Regions from separate parts of the Hordeum vulgare genome. Here region 1 is linked to region 2. A link is a contact called in public Hi-C data. All regions are on one chromosome and are shown on one strand. Each heading gives the region's core, a stretch centred on a gene start, on an enhancer-like site or on the middle of the called end of the contact. The rest is flanking DNA. Distances are from core to core; before and after follow the strand shown. Region 1 holds the start of LOC123444017. Region 2 holds the start of LOC123444016 (plastidial pyruvate kinase 2).

Evidence for each region. Hi-C and Micro-C count contacts between places; a contact is called where the count stands out from the background.
Region 1: a Hi-C map of leaf shows a contact between it and region 2, with 7 times the contacts expected there. The contact joins the promoter of LOC123444017 here to the promoter of LOC123444016 in region 2. A contact is called at or near these places in 4 of 6 Hi-C or Micro-C datasets (leaf and seedling) and 1 of 1 datasets of contacts at active chromatin or transcription factors (embryo).

What each region holds. Positions count from the first base shown.
Region 1 is chr3H:410,003,451-410,009,929 of MorexV3_pseudomolecules_assembly, forward strand. LOC123444017 reads right to left here and starts at 2,646. Exons shown (of 2, transcript XM_045120611.1): 1 at 2,505-2,646; 2 at 1,020-2,422. The coding sequence starts at 2,366. The coding sequence ends at 1,182.
Region 2 is chr3H:409,694,654-409,701,036 of MorexV3_pseudomolecules_assembly, forward strand. It overlaps LOC123444016 (plastidial pyruvate kinase 2), which reads right to left and starts at 1,684. Exons shown (of 12, transcript XM_045120610.1): 1 at 1,433-1,684; 2 at 149-436. The coding sequence starts at 1,669.

The DNA.
Region 1 (6,479 bases), core at 1,396-3,895, 310 kb after region 2:
AGGAAATCCTGAATTGCCATACTTCACCAGTCTAACGAGTTTGCCAAATCGATTGCACTAGACACATGGTAGCTGAGATCTAAGGCCACAGTGCCTGCTCTACAAGTCAAATTCTGAACCAGTACTACTTGTGGAACACAGTAATTTTATCTGGTGGGTCTGGGTCGTACAAGTACAGAAAGAATAATGAAGTAGCTAAAGTGTGTTAACAACACTATATATACAGATCAATTAGGGGCTATCTATGTTTTCCCTCAAAATAAAAAAGTAGGGGCTCTGTAAAGTTAGAAAGCCATCATTCCTACCTAACCGTGACTGGAAATTGTAACGATGGATACTCTGGATATGTAATTCCTGCATGGACTACTGATTGGTGATTCTTCTAGTTGTGTGGTGACCGGCGGATTCATTTCACTTTCTTCCTCAGAAATGCAGAATTTCATCACCTATCTTAGTTTCAAAGGAGATCTATTTGACAGTGGGACTAAATTATCACAGAAGGTTGATAAAACATGCATGAATTTAAGCTTCGTCTAGTGTAATCCAGAATAAAGACGACTGCAAAAAAAACACTAAGTCATTGGTCCTTCCAGCCATAGTGAATAAAATTTCCATTGGCAGAACTGCATGACAATCATATTAGGAAACAACATAATATAAACAAGATTGCAGAGGATATCAGAACATTTCTACCTAGCTCAAGGATGAAACCTGACCTGATTACAAGTTGACACCTCACATGGCAAGCCCTACTACACATCATGGGGAACCTTGCACCCCGAGTACGAGCTAATGGCAGGGCATGGGTAATTGCTCCCATTCTCCAACCAATAGCATCATCCAGGAACTGCATGCCCTAATTGGATCCAATTGCCCTGAGACGCCTCATAGGCTACAGCCCGCTAGTGGAGAAGTGTTTTGTTTGCTAAATGACACAACCGAGCACAATTATCACAAAATTCAGACACTAGATTGGGGGTACCACAAAAGGGATTAAACGAACTCTAACAATGTACAGGTGACATAAAATATAATTGATTAATGATTCCAACATGTCATACATTTGTTTCACAGGAATCTACTTACTTATTTCTGAATATACAGTGTCTGGCATCTTTTAGCATACTGCAAAAAATTGCAAGGAGCCAGACTTGCTAAATTCCCCCAAACTGCATACAGAGTCAGGGCATAAACCAGATTGGTGGAGAGCCCTCTGAAGTACATTTACGCGGAAAGCGCCGTACACTACGCGCCCTATTTAGTGTTTTGCGACCATAAACACCCATGTCAGTACTGTAATACTTACTCCCACTGCTTAATGCCAAGGATATGTCGAAGCTAGTATCGTCCAAGTAATAGATGCTGCCCAGTTGGAGCCTGTTGAACTGAGACACCTCAACGGCCCTAGAGCAGCCGCGACCAAGCAAGAGCACCCTACCAGGAAGCGAGTGAAGCTCCACCCAAGAAGCTTCAGAGCCCCCATCCGGAGCAATCACAAGGTTCATCTCAAAGATTCTGAACCCATTCTTGCCACCCTTGGCAAGCCGCAGGATCATTAGCAATTTTCCGCGGGACTCCACCAGATAGCGGGACACTATGCGTGACTTGCGCCTGAGAATATCAGCACGCTCCTGGACCTGGTACGAGGTACGGGTCATCACCAGAGGGGCGCCCTTGTCGGCGTTGGGCGAATACACCACGATGTCCTCTGTTTTTGACAGGACATGGAAACCTTGCTTCAACCCATTCTCGTAGTAGATGATGTCCTGGATTACGTCCAGAGCGACCCCGCACGTGATCCAGTGCCTGTTCATTCCCTGCCGCCAGAACGCGATGTTGGAGGCGCTGGAGACGTGAGCGGCGGCAAGGCAGTCCTCTGCTGAGGGTGACCCCGAGAAGGTGATGGCGCGGATGACCATGTGGTGCTCGCAGGCGGTGTTCGCATGGGGCCCGAACGGGTGGGGCAGGGCAGTCCTGAGCCTGTCGGGGAGAAGAACCCTCGCGCCAGAGAGGAGGTTGACGGCCGCATACCCTCGCCACTGCTCGAAGGCGAGCGCGACCCAGCCGCCATCATGGGAGCCACATAAGCGCGCGCCGCGGACGCTCTCTGGGAGGCGTAGGCAGCGTTTGGCCCCGGAGTGGAGGCTGAAGAAGGAGGGCTTGTCGGAGGACGGGAGAAGGAGCCACGGGAGCTGGCGCGGCGCCGGCGGGCCGCCAGCCGCCCTCGCGACAGAGCGCCACGAGCGGCAGACGGCGGCGAAGTAGACACGGTCGGCGAGGCAGGCCAGGTCGAGGAAGATGACGCCAAGAAGCTCGGGCGGGACGCCGTCCGACCATTCACGGCGAGGCCTGCGAGCGCGGGGCATGGTGGGGGATTTGGAGGCGGGCAGCTGCGACGCGTCTCTTTGACCCGGGGCTAACGCTGCAAGACGCCGGAAAAAAAAAATAGGGAGTCAGACTCTTGTTCAAGCTCTTCGCAAAAAAAAAGACTCTTGTTCAAGCACCGGGTGCTAGGTAGGGTTGAGCCCCATGAGCAGGCTAGATGCGCCCCTACTCGTGCGGCGTGGAAGACGGGCCACCGGTGCGTCGTGGATGACGAACACCAGGCGCCGTATGCCGGGAAGGAGAGCGAGGAGCACGGCCGGAGCTGCAAGATCAAGGCGCGAGGTTGCCGGATCTGCGGACTCCGGGTCTCGGGAGGCCTGATGAGGAGCAGAAGGAGATGGCGGCGGCGGCGCCCCTGCTCGGCTTTTTCTCGGAGAAGTTAGGTGGGGTGGGGGAGAAAGAGAACTGACTAGTGGGTCGCTCGGCCGGTGCTAAGAGCATCTCCGATAACATACACACATTTTGGTTTGGGCACTGATCTGCGCCGGCCTAAACTTTCAGCTGGTTGCAATCGAATCCCGTTTAACTGTCTATACCATTAAAAATAGTTAATGGTAGCAAAAACAAACAGCAACGTAGCAAATTTCGATCACGGATGCAGTAAAAATATAGTTATAACAAAAAAAATCAACATGGTCGTGGTAAAAAAAGACGTTGATGATGCGTGGTAGCAAAACAAAATATGGGTTGTAGCAAAACAATCCGTTGAACTTGTATTGCAACTCTGACTAACGTGTATGCAACTTTTTTAGTGAATGGTTGTAGCAAAAATTGATGCCGGTTGTAGCAAAAATCAACACCGTTTGTAGCAAAAATCAAACGCGGTTGTACCAAAAAAAATTCGACGAATTTTGGGTTGCAACCAAACGTGAATGCAACTTTTGTAGTGGACAAATGTAGCAAATCGAAAACGCTTGTAGCAAATTTAAACGTCGGTTGTAGCAAATTTGGATGGAAAAAAGATGCATGCCTAGCCAGTCACACGTGCGGGTCGCACGGAACCGGCCGAACAGTTCGGTCGGCGCGCCGGCTACAAGCGTTTCCCTTTTGGTTTTGGCTACACAAAGGGCACTCATAGGCGCCGACGCGTCGGCCCAAAAGATTCGACCGGTCGAGCGCGGGCCGTGAGATCCAGTCGCGTAGACCATTAGATTTAGGTAAAAACGATTCGTCGAGAGCTCTCTTCTTCCTCGCGGAGCGTCCACATTTCCTTCCCGCATCTCACACAGCTCGCCGGGGCACGCGTTGCGCTCTCCTACTGCCCACCTCCCTCTGGTCGCAGCACCGCCCCTCCCCTCCTACTCCATGCTAGTTATCATCATCGGGATTCGCGACAACCCTACACCAGCATCTTGTTTTCGTGCTCACCGCCGCGCTTGAAGCATCATGGCCTTGTTAATGAATGCAGCAAAACACGTTGTCGGTAGTAGCAAAATGAAACACCTTTGTATCAAAAATCGCGACGTCATGTGCGATGTAGCAAAATGCGACACCGGTGGTAGCAAAATGCGGTGTCGGTTGAAGCATGTGGCAAAATTACGCCTTCAGCCATGGACGCAACTTCGTCGGCCATGGAGCAGTTGAGAGAGGGGATGCAGCTCGCCATGTCGTCGGTTGTAGCAAAATGAAACACCGGTTGTAGCAGAAAATCACGACGCCATGTGCGATGTAGCAAAATGCGGTGTGGGTTGTAGCAAATTTCGATGTCATTTGTAGAAAATTTTGACACCGGTTGTAACAAAAATGATGATGACTGTGGTGCCCGTGGTGACCATGGAGCTCCACCGAACCGTTGATGCAGCTCTCCTATACGCATAGGCCGGGCGGCAGCGCCGGCGACGGCGAGCTCACACGGGTTTGTGCACGCGCGAAGGGAGGTCGCCCATGGCCATGGCTCCCAATCGAAGCGGGAAGGGGACGAGGTGATAGGGATATGTACCTAGGGTAGGGTCATAGGCCTGACCTACATGTCCTACCCAAGGACACAACATTAAAGACTTAAAGATTTCAAGGAAGGCTCCGAGTGACTCGCCATGGTGCATGCGTCACTCGGTAGAACATCCACTCGGAGACTTTCTCTCTCCACTCAACGCAAGACTTTCACTTGGAAGAACTAGAAGCCAGTCGAGCACAGGAGATCAGAAGCCGCTCCTGGAAGGCCAACCATCGGGCATTCGACTAGTCGTCGTAAGTAACATTTATAACATACGTTCTTTGTAACGTACGCCATTATCTCTATTAATCGAACCCTTGGATGCCCAGTCTTGATGGGGGTAGCGACTCTATATAAGCCACCCCTCCCCTCTGGCACAAGGGTTCGCACCCCCTGTAATACACACATTCCACACGACAAGAGCTCCAGAGCACTAAGACGTAGGGTTGTTACCTCCACGAGAGGGGCTTGAACTCATATATCGTGTGTACAAACTCACCGTAGCTAGGAATCTGCCCTCTCCTTACGTACCCCTCACCTCTACTCTCAGGCTCGTTCCCACGACAGTTGGTGCCCATCGTGGGGCAGGCATCTAAGCGACTTTCGGCAAGTTTGCGATTTTCTTCTTCGTCATGTCTTCCGGCGGTGATTTGTTCTTGGGCCGCGAGATCCGTCTTGGCGCGCTCACCTTCATTGTCGACAACTCGGCATGGCTTCAGGAGGCGCCTCTCGGCGTTGAGGCGCTCCCGATCCGCGGGGCGATGCACTTCCGTGCAAGTTCTTGTGGTGTTCTTCTTCGGCGTCGTCGACTCTGGTGTCGATTGCTCTCCCCGTTGTTCGTCGCCACAAGTGATCCGGATGCTCGTGGCTCCAACGATGGGTGAAGCATGTTGTGACTCGCCAAGCATCATCTCCACAATTTGCAGCCATTGAGCCCGCCGAATCACTTTGGGGCATGTTCGACTCGGCGTCAGATTAGTCTGACGTCCCTTCCGAGTGCGAGAGTTGCAATCCTGCAGCTGAGGTTTTCATGGAAGGTTTGATGTAAAGCCCGACTGGGTTCGGTCGTGACGGACACGAAGTTGGAGAGCCGTCGAGTGGACACGCCCGCCAACATCCTTCGGTTTCCGGTCGACGTCAAGAGCAGTTGTTTTCGAGTGGACCTTAGAACAACGTCGAGGTATTTCGTACTCCAGTTCTGAATGTTACATCCGTCGCTAAGATAGCAGATTCCATTCAGCCGTCAAATTCAGAGGCTGGCAGAGGCTTAGAACAGATTCGTACATTGCTTCACGCAGCGCAGCAGCAAAATTCGGCTGTATCACATTCACTCGATAGATTTCACGGTAATTCACCCACAACAGACACAGTTCAGTCACTTTATAGTCTAGGGTCACCTCAGCATCGCAGGGGCGGAGGTTACCATGAGGACCAGTACAGAGATCAGGGGCAAAATCAGTTTGCTCCCCGTTATCACCGTGATGACCGTCGTCGAGTGCATTCTCCCCCGCGAAGTGGTTCGTATGTGCACGACACTACGATGATAGGCGCCCGTTCGGCGATGAGAGGAGTCCTAGGTTTGATGCGAGGAATGTACTCGCACAGAGGCGGATTGATAGGGGCAGGGCTCACAGAGATGGTTATGACAGAGATCATCCGAGTGGTAGCGGGACCGTTGTCTCTGGTCCCGAGTGTTTCAGCAGAGCAATTCGGTCCGCTGATATTCCCCCCAACTTCAGGTTGGCGGCTGGAATAAGCAAGTTTACGGGAGAATCAAAGACTGAAACATGGCTCGATGATTACCGAGTGGCAGTGAAGATTGGCGGAGGAAACAACAATGTTGCCATGAAGCATTTGTCTCTAATGTTGGATGGTTCGGCCCTGGCGTGGCTGAATCAGTTGGCTCCTTCTAGCATCTATTGCTAGGAGGATCTTGCCCGAGTGTTCATCAAAACTTTCGAGGACACGTGCAAACGTCTTGCTGGTTTGTCTGAGTTACAACATTGTGTGCAAAAGCAGATTGAAACTCTAAGAGATTAGATCCAGCATTGGACCACCCTTCATCACACATTGGAAAACATTTCTCAGCATCAAGCAGTATGCGCTTTCAAGGCTGGTGTGACAGCCCGAGACCGACGCTCCAGAAGATTCCCCTTTTATT
Region 2 (6,383 bases), core at 434-2,933:
ATACAGTATTCATTAACAGAGCAAAACATGCGCTAGCATGGGCATGACAGACTTATAGTTAAGACTGACACAAATAGAGCATATTCTGAGAACTAGATTGCTCATCCAACAGAGTGTATGCATAAGCTCTGAAAAAGGGAATACAAACCTTGGTGTCAACCATAAGCGCAATCACGTTATCCTTCGTTTGAGCATTATACTCCTTCACCAAGTCGATAACTTTCTGGTGTGATGCATGGTCTCCATGTGACATATTAAGCCGAGCCACATTCATGCCAGCCTCAGCAAGGTTCCAGATCATCTCTTTCGTGTTAGTTGAGGGACCAATTGTGCACACAATCTTTGTCTTGCGCCTAACATTTGGTTTAGACCACACACCATTGGCTGCTGTTGCTAGTTGCTGTATAGCCTTAAGATGCTGGAAATTTTCTTCTTCCTGTCAAGAAGAAGTATTATTGACAGTAGTTTCAATTCATAAGGTTGCTTCCAAAATAGAAATACACCTTACTATTATGAATAACTGCAACACGCAAGCCAGAAAACATGTCATGTTAAATAACTGCCTACCACAGAGAAAATTAGAAAACAAGAATATATGTCACGTTCATCATAAATGTTCATAGCTTACTGGATAAGTGGCTTAGAGAAGACTCGGAATTGAGATTTAACCTAAGTGATCAGAAAGTAGCACATCCATATTTAAAATAGCTCATCCGTTTTGAGCTATTCCAAATAAGATTAAGGGGTTCCATCCTTTTCAGTGGCAGGAAATAAGCCAGTACAGATTCTGCTGAGAATTATTCCCGCAAATGATTTCTAGAAGGGGCTGTTACAAAGTATACCAATTATTTAGACTTTTCGAGTGCACGGAAACGTTCCTTAACTATATTGAATGGTTCCAATGTCAATTCTGCAAACAGTAATAACATAATTAATAGCTATCCTCTCAGTTAAAACTTGAGCCAGATAATTAATAGCTATCCTCTCAGTTAAAAATTAAGCCACATAATTTCCTCGCAGTTAAAACTCAAGCCAGATGAAAAATAGCCTAAAAGGAAAGGGGGTATATCATATATGGCGCTGTTACTCCGAAATACTGTATACGCTTTACAACATTCAAAACGACGGGCAGAATTTGGTGTACCAGACAAGCAGCTCTTATGGATGCATATAAACATAAAAGAGCACAAACAGACGCCAAAATTCAAGCAACAACGCATGGAGGAGAAGCTTTAGAAAATGACATTTCCAACAGCCCCGGACTCCAAATTCCACCGTCATGCACACGAAAATGATGTCCCGAGCGTGATAAATCCGATTTCACTGTCACGGAAAGCCAATTTCATGCCCCAAAGTAACCGGAGACCACAAAAACAGCGGTTCCCCAGCTAGCGAGCAGCTGAGGTAGCAGTCAAGTACGAGGAAACGCTACCTTGACGACCGCGTCGTCGTCAGGCGACACCGGCAGCACCTCGGCGTCGGCGCTAATCACCGAGGCGACCGGATGCTCGCGTCGACCCCTCGAGGCTACGCTCCCGCTCCACCTCTCCCTCGCGTCGCGCGGGCCGAAGGGCAGCCTCGCCGCGGGCCGTAGCGAATCGGCCCCGGATGCGCCGCCGAGCGGCCTGGCCGCTCCCGCCGCGCCCGCCGCCGCCACCACCTGCGCCATCTGGATTCGGAATTGGAGATGAGGTGGTGAGGCGTGCGAGTCGTGTGCCTGTGCCGTGAGCAGTGCAGATGGCAGACGGGTTTGGGTTTAAGCTGATGCGCCTCTGCTTCGTTTGTATCGAACGGGGCACGAGGTGGGCGTGGGCGGGGCCTATGGTGTGGCCGCGGGTGAGCTGGCTTTGCATTTCGCGTCGCCACGCTAGTACTACGCCGCTCGCTCGCCCCGCCCAGCCCAGCCGGGCTCACTCGCGCCTTGCCTTGGAGCCTCCGTTGTGGCGCTGTCTAGTTGGCCGGAGTAGAACCTCGGAAAATGCAGGCGAATTCGTCGCATCCAGTAGTATGGCGTGACTTTACAAGTATATTGAACCGGTATCTTCAATAGATCCTACTCCTCCGTTTTCTAAATAATTATAATTGGGTTCTTACTCTCTCAGTTTATAAATATAAGATGTTCGTAACTTTCTTGCTGCATGGAATGTATAGATATGTTCATTTGTACGTACTCCTCCATTCCTAAATATAAGTCTTTATAGAAATTTTACTAGAAGACTACATACGGATGTATATAGACATACTTTAAAGTGTATGTTCACTCATTTTGTTTTGTATGTAGTCACCTAGTGAAATATCTTAAAAGACTTATATTTAGGAACGGAGAGAGTAGTTTATATTAAAATATTTATTAAGTTGTCTTATATTTTGTGAACGTAGGGAGTATTTGTTATGTGGATGATTCCATAAAAAAAGTGTCATGTAGACAAGGAATATATAGCGAAGTAAAAGAAAACCACCATCCATAAAATACTAGAAACCTACTCCCTCTGTACCGTAATATAGGTCGCTGGTTTAGCTACTACAACGACCTATATTACAGTACATAGGGAGTAGAAAGAAACAATGATAATACAAATGCTCGTGTAACTATATCAGGGATAATTTTGCCGGTGTCTCGTCTTGTGTAATAACTATATGTGATTTGTTTGTTTGTACCTTTAGAAAAAAGATTTTGTTTGTTTGTGAAGATATGTTCATCAGGGATAATTTTGTCGGTGTATCATCTCGTGAAATAATTGGATGTGATTTGTTTGGTTGTGAAGATATGCTCGGGTCACCGGGAATGACTAGAGATGAATTACGTGACCTCGATTCCTTCGGGTTTGATAATTTGTCCCACCTTTACTTGTTGATACACAAATCTCTAGCTAACTAGATGTTGTGCTCTAGATCTCTTAGTTGACGAGCCTACCATCGGGTAAATGGGTTCCACATATAACCACAGCTTGAATTTATCCTTCATTGACAAGCGCTTAAGCCCCTTCGATGATGGGTCTATAGCGGTTGGTAATAGCACGTTAGTGATAACAAAAATTAACACTGACCAGCATATGGTCTCCTAGTGGTATTACATGACGAGGTAGAAGGAAGGCAGGTTGATGTTCTGAATATTCTAGCAAGAGGTGATAACAAATATTAACACTGGCCGACTTAGAGCGAAGGCCTAAATATTGCTAAGGTGATTGATGTTCTAACAAGAGGTGATAAGAATAATATGGTGAGACAATTAACACAATATGATATAGCAAGTTCAAAGGTCAAATGACCAAAGTAAACCACAAGTAAAGAGTTAGGGTTAGGGATAACCGAAACTCCGGAGACGAGGATGTACCTCGATGTTCACTTCCTTGGAGGAAACCTTGTCATCGTTGGAGGTGTGGGGTGTAACCACGAAGATAGACCAACACCATGCAGACTCGCCCTATTCTCCTTGTGATAACACAACGGAGGTATTTCTCAACCGCTAGTGGTAGACATTGACGTGACCTCAAAACTTTCACAAACTTTTGGAGTAAATCACAACAATCGATTACTCACTGAAAAACTCCTACTTCCTAGGAGTCTCCAACCTACTAGAGTAACAAGACATTAGCCAAGGATTAAAATTAAGCTCAAAGACAAAAGTGATTGGTCAAAGTATGGGGAATGACTCGATCTTGCAATGGAATTATCTTCCTTTGAATCTATCCAGGAATCGAAGGTTTAGGATTTGGGAGAGCAGGGGAGGAAGTGTGGCGGTTGTGAATGATTTCTTTCTCAAAGGATGACCCTGGAAATAAGTGGAGTGGGTATTGTTGGGGATATTACCTACGGTATGACCCGCCCTATTTGGTTGACCAACTGAAGGAAACGACGCCTCTCCTGCTTTGCTTACTTTTGGCCAGCATTCGTCTTCGGCTTACAGTAGCGTTTGCAGCTCTATTGGAAAACGAGAGGAAAGAAACTACATCTTTTGTTCTCAACGACCTTCATAACCTGAAAGTGGGCCGGACAGTTCTTTGAGATCGGTACTTCTTCGAAAGTGGTAAATCCATGATATAATATAACCAAATTGGATAGACCTTCCACCTGGGACCCGCTGGCTCTCCAGGGGGGAATAATGTTGCACCTGATGCTGCAAATAAGGCCCGTTTTCTTGCTCCATCGTTATTAGTTTCTATTCTCTCCCTGCACGAACCTCGGTCCAATCAATTTGTTTGGAATTGGGGTTAGGACCGGTTAGAACTCCCATTTCCCGATCGGGAGCAGCGAGTGAAGTGCAACAGTCGTAAGTAAGGCTCGCCATGTTCCTAAAAGGAGTGACCATCTTTTCTTCCCTTCTACTGAAACAGATTCGGACCGCCACTTCTCTGAAAGCATGGTTCTTGCCTCCCTCTCTCCTCCCTCCTTGGAGCTCGGGCTAAGGAAGTCGCGGAAAACGAGGCCTGAAGAGAAGTCCACGCGTGATGACCAATATTCATCAGAACCCTCCCTCGGTCAGCGTAGTGCCAGCAAGGAATAAATCAGAAGGGTTGAGTGGTTGATAGCTCCGGTCTTGAAAACCGGTATAGTTCTAGGAACTATCGAGGGTTCGAATCCCTCTCTATCTATCCAAGAGATGGAAGGGCAGGGCTTTTTTTTTGGGTCGGGTCAGGAAAGCGGCGACTCATACATGCATGGTCAATATAAGCCTTGGTTCGGGCCTGGGGCGTGTTGAGAGATCTTTGTCAGAAGGCCGCCAGGGCCCATGAGCCAGATGGCGGTTCAGGATTGATGAAGAAGATAAGTCGCCAAGGAGTTTCCTTGGCTTGGCAAACACGGCGATTTAGAGATAAGAAAGGCCACGATTTGTAACATGGTCAGGACTTTGTAAACCCTGGGGCCTCGACCTGTATATAAAGGCGGGTCTCTGGGGTAGATAGATCAAGTTAGAAATCATCGAGAGCTAGGTCAGGCGAGTTACGCCCTCCTTGTAATCGAATCCATCATCAATATACACAAAGCAGGACGTAGGCTTTTACCTCGACACGAGGGGCCGAAACTGAGTAAATCTGAGTCTTGCTTCCGCTCACCCCCTTTGAGTCGCCACCAAGGTGTGATGGCTCTTTCACTAAGTCCTTTCACGAGGACATTTGCCATGACAAAACCAGGACAGTTGGCACCCACCGTGGGGCCTCCGCACGGTGGAGTTGAGTTCTCAAAGGGAGCCCTGCCAGGGTCAAGAAGCTACGCGGTCGGCATCATGACGAAGAGCCGCCGTGGAAAATACTACATCAACAACTCGCAGTGGGGATCTGAGGCCGATTCAATCGAATCTGGATACAGGGTCCCCTTCGGCAAGATCCACGTTTTCATCGACAAGATTGGGGCACCCGTACCTGAGACGGACACCTTCACCGACATCGTCGAGCCGGCCCGGTACGCCCATCCCACCAAACATCAGGTCAGGGGACGCCACGTTTTCGTTGGTTTTACGCATGGGACCGACCTACCGGACGGGCCAGTAATCCAAGAGATCACCCCCGTCAACTCGGACGACGAGTCATCCATGGGCGACACAGATTCAATCTACCCTCTCCATGAGGGACAACTCGAAGGGTTACCGCAGGCAGTAACCTCTGAGGACTTTGCGGGGCCGGACCGACAAGTCGCCATCTACATGGAGGGGGCAGCGCCGCCTCAACCAAACCCGGCGGGCAACAATGAAGCTGGCGCGTCGGGGAAGACTCCGGCTCAAGCCATGGCAGACCTGGCAGTAGAGACAGCCAAGCTCATGGCAATCACTATGACGGCAGAGAACTAGGAAACGGTCAATGCCGAACTGACGAAACTAAGGGAGGAGATGGCCAAGATTCAGCAGGACGTAGAAGCGGAAGCCGCCAGGATGGCAACACAGCAGGCCCAGATCGCCGCGGAGACACAACATTTGAATACTGAAGGCTGGCGGCTTGAGCGGCAGCAGCGTGCCTCCGATGCGATCCACCAGAGGAGACATCGCGGCCGCCTTCCGACCGATCTAAACCCAACTCGCCTCTTCGATAGCCCGCATACCCTCGGGATGGAACCCAATCGGCCTTGGAAGGCCGCCCTAGGAGGCGATCCGGCTCGGCCACCACTTAACCCGCAGCCGCCTCAGCCAACGGAGGCTCGTGCGCCCCGTTTTCAAATACCACAGGGTCACTTCTCGAACCCCGTGGATAACGTGATGGCGGCAACCCGCCACCTGGAATCTCTCCCGATTCACGGAAACTCCCCGGGTGAGTTGGAGGCGAGAAACACCATCGAGATGCTGAAAACAGCGGTGGTACAACATGCGCAGTATTCACATAGCCATGGGAGGCTACACTCCACGCCGAGGCGAGTCACACCAGGAGTCCCCATGATGACCTGCCTGCGGTGAC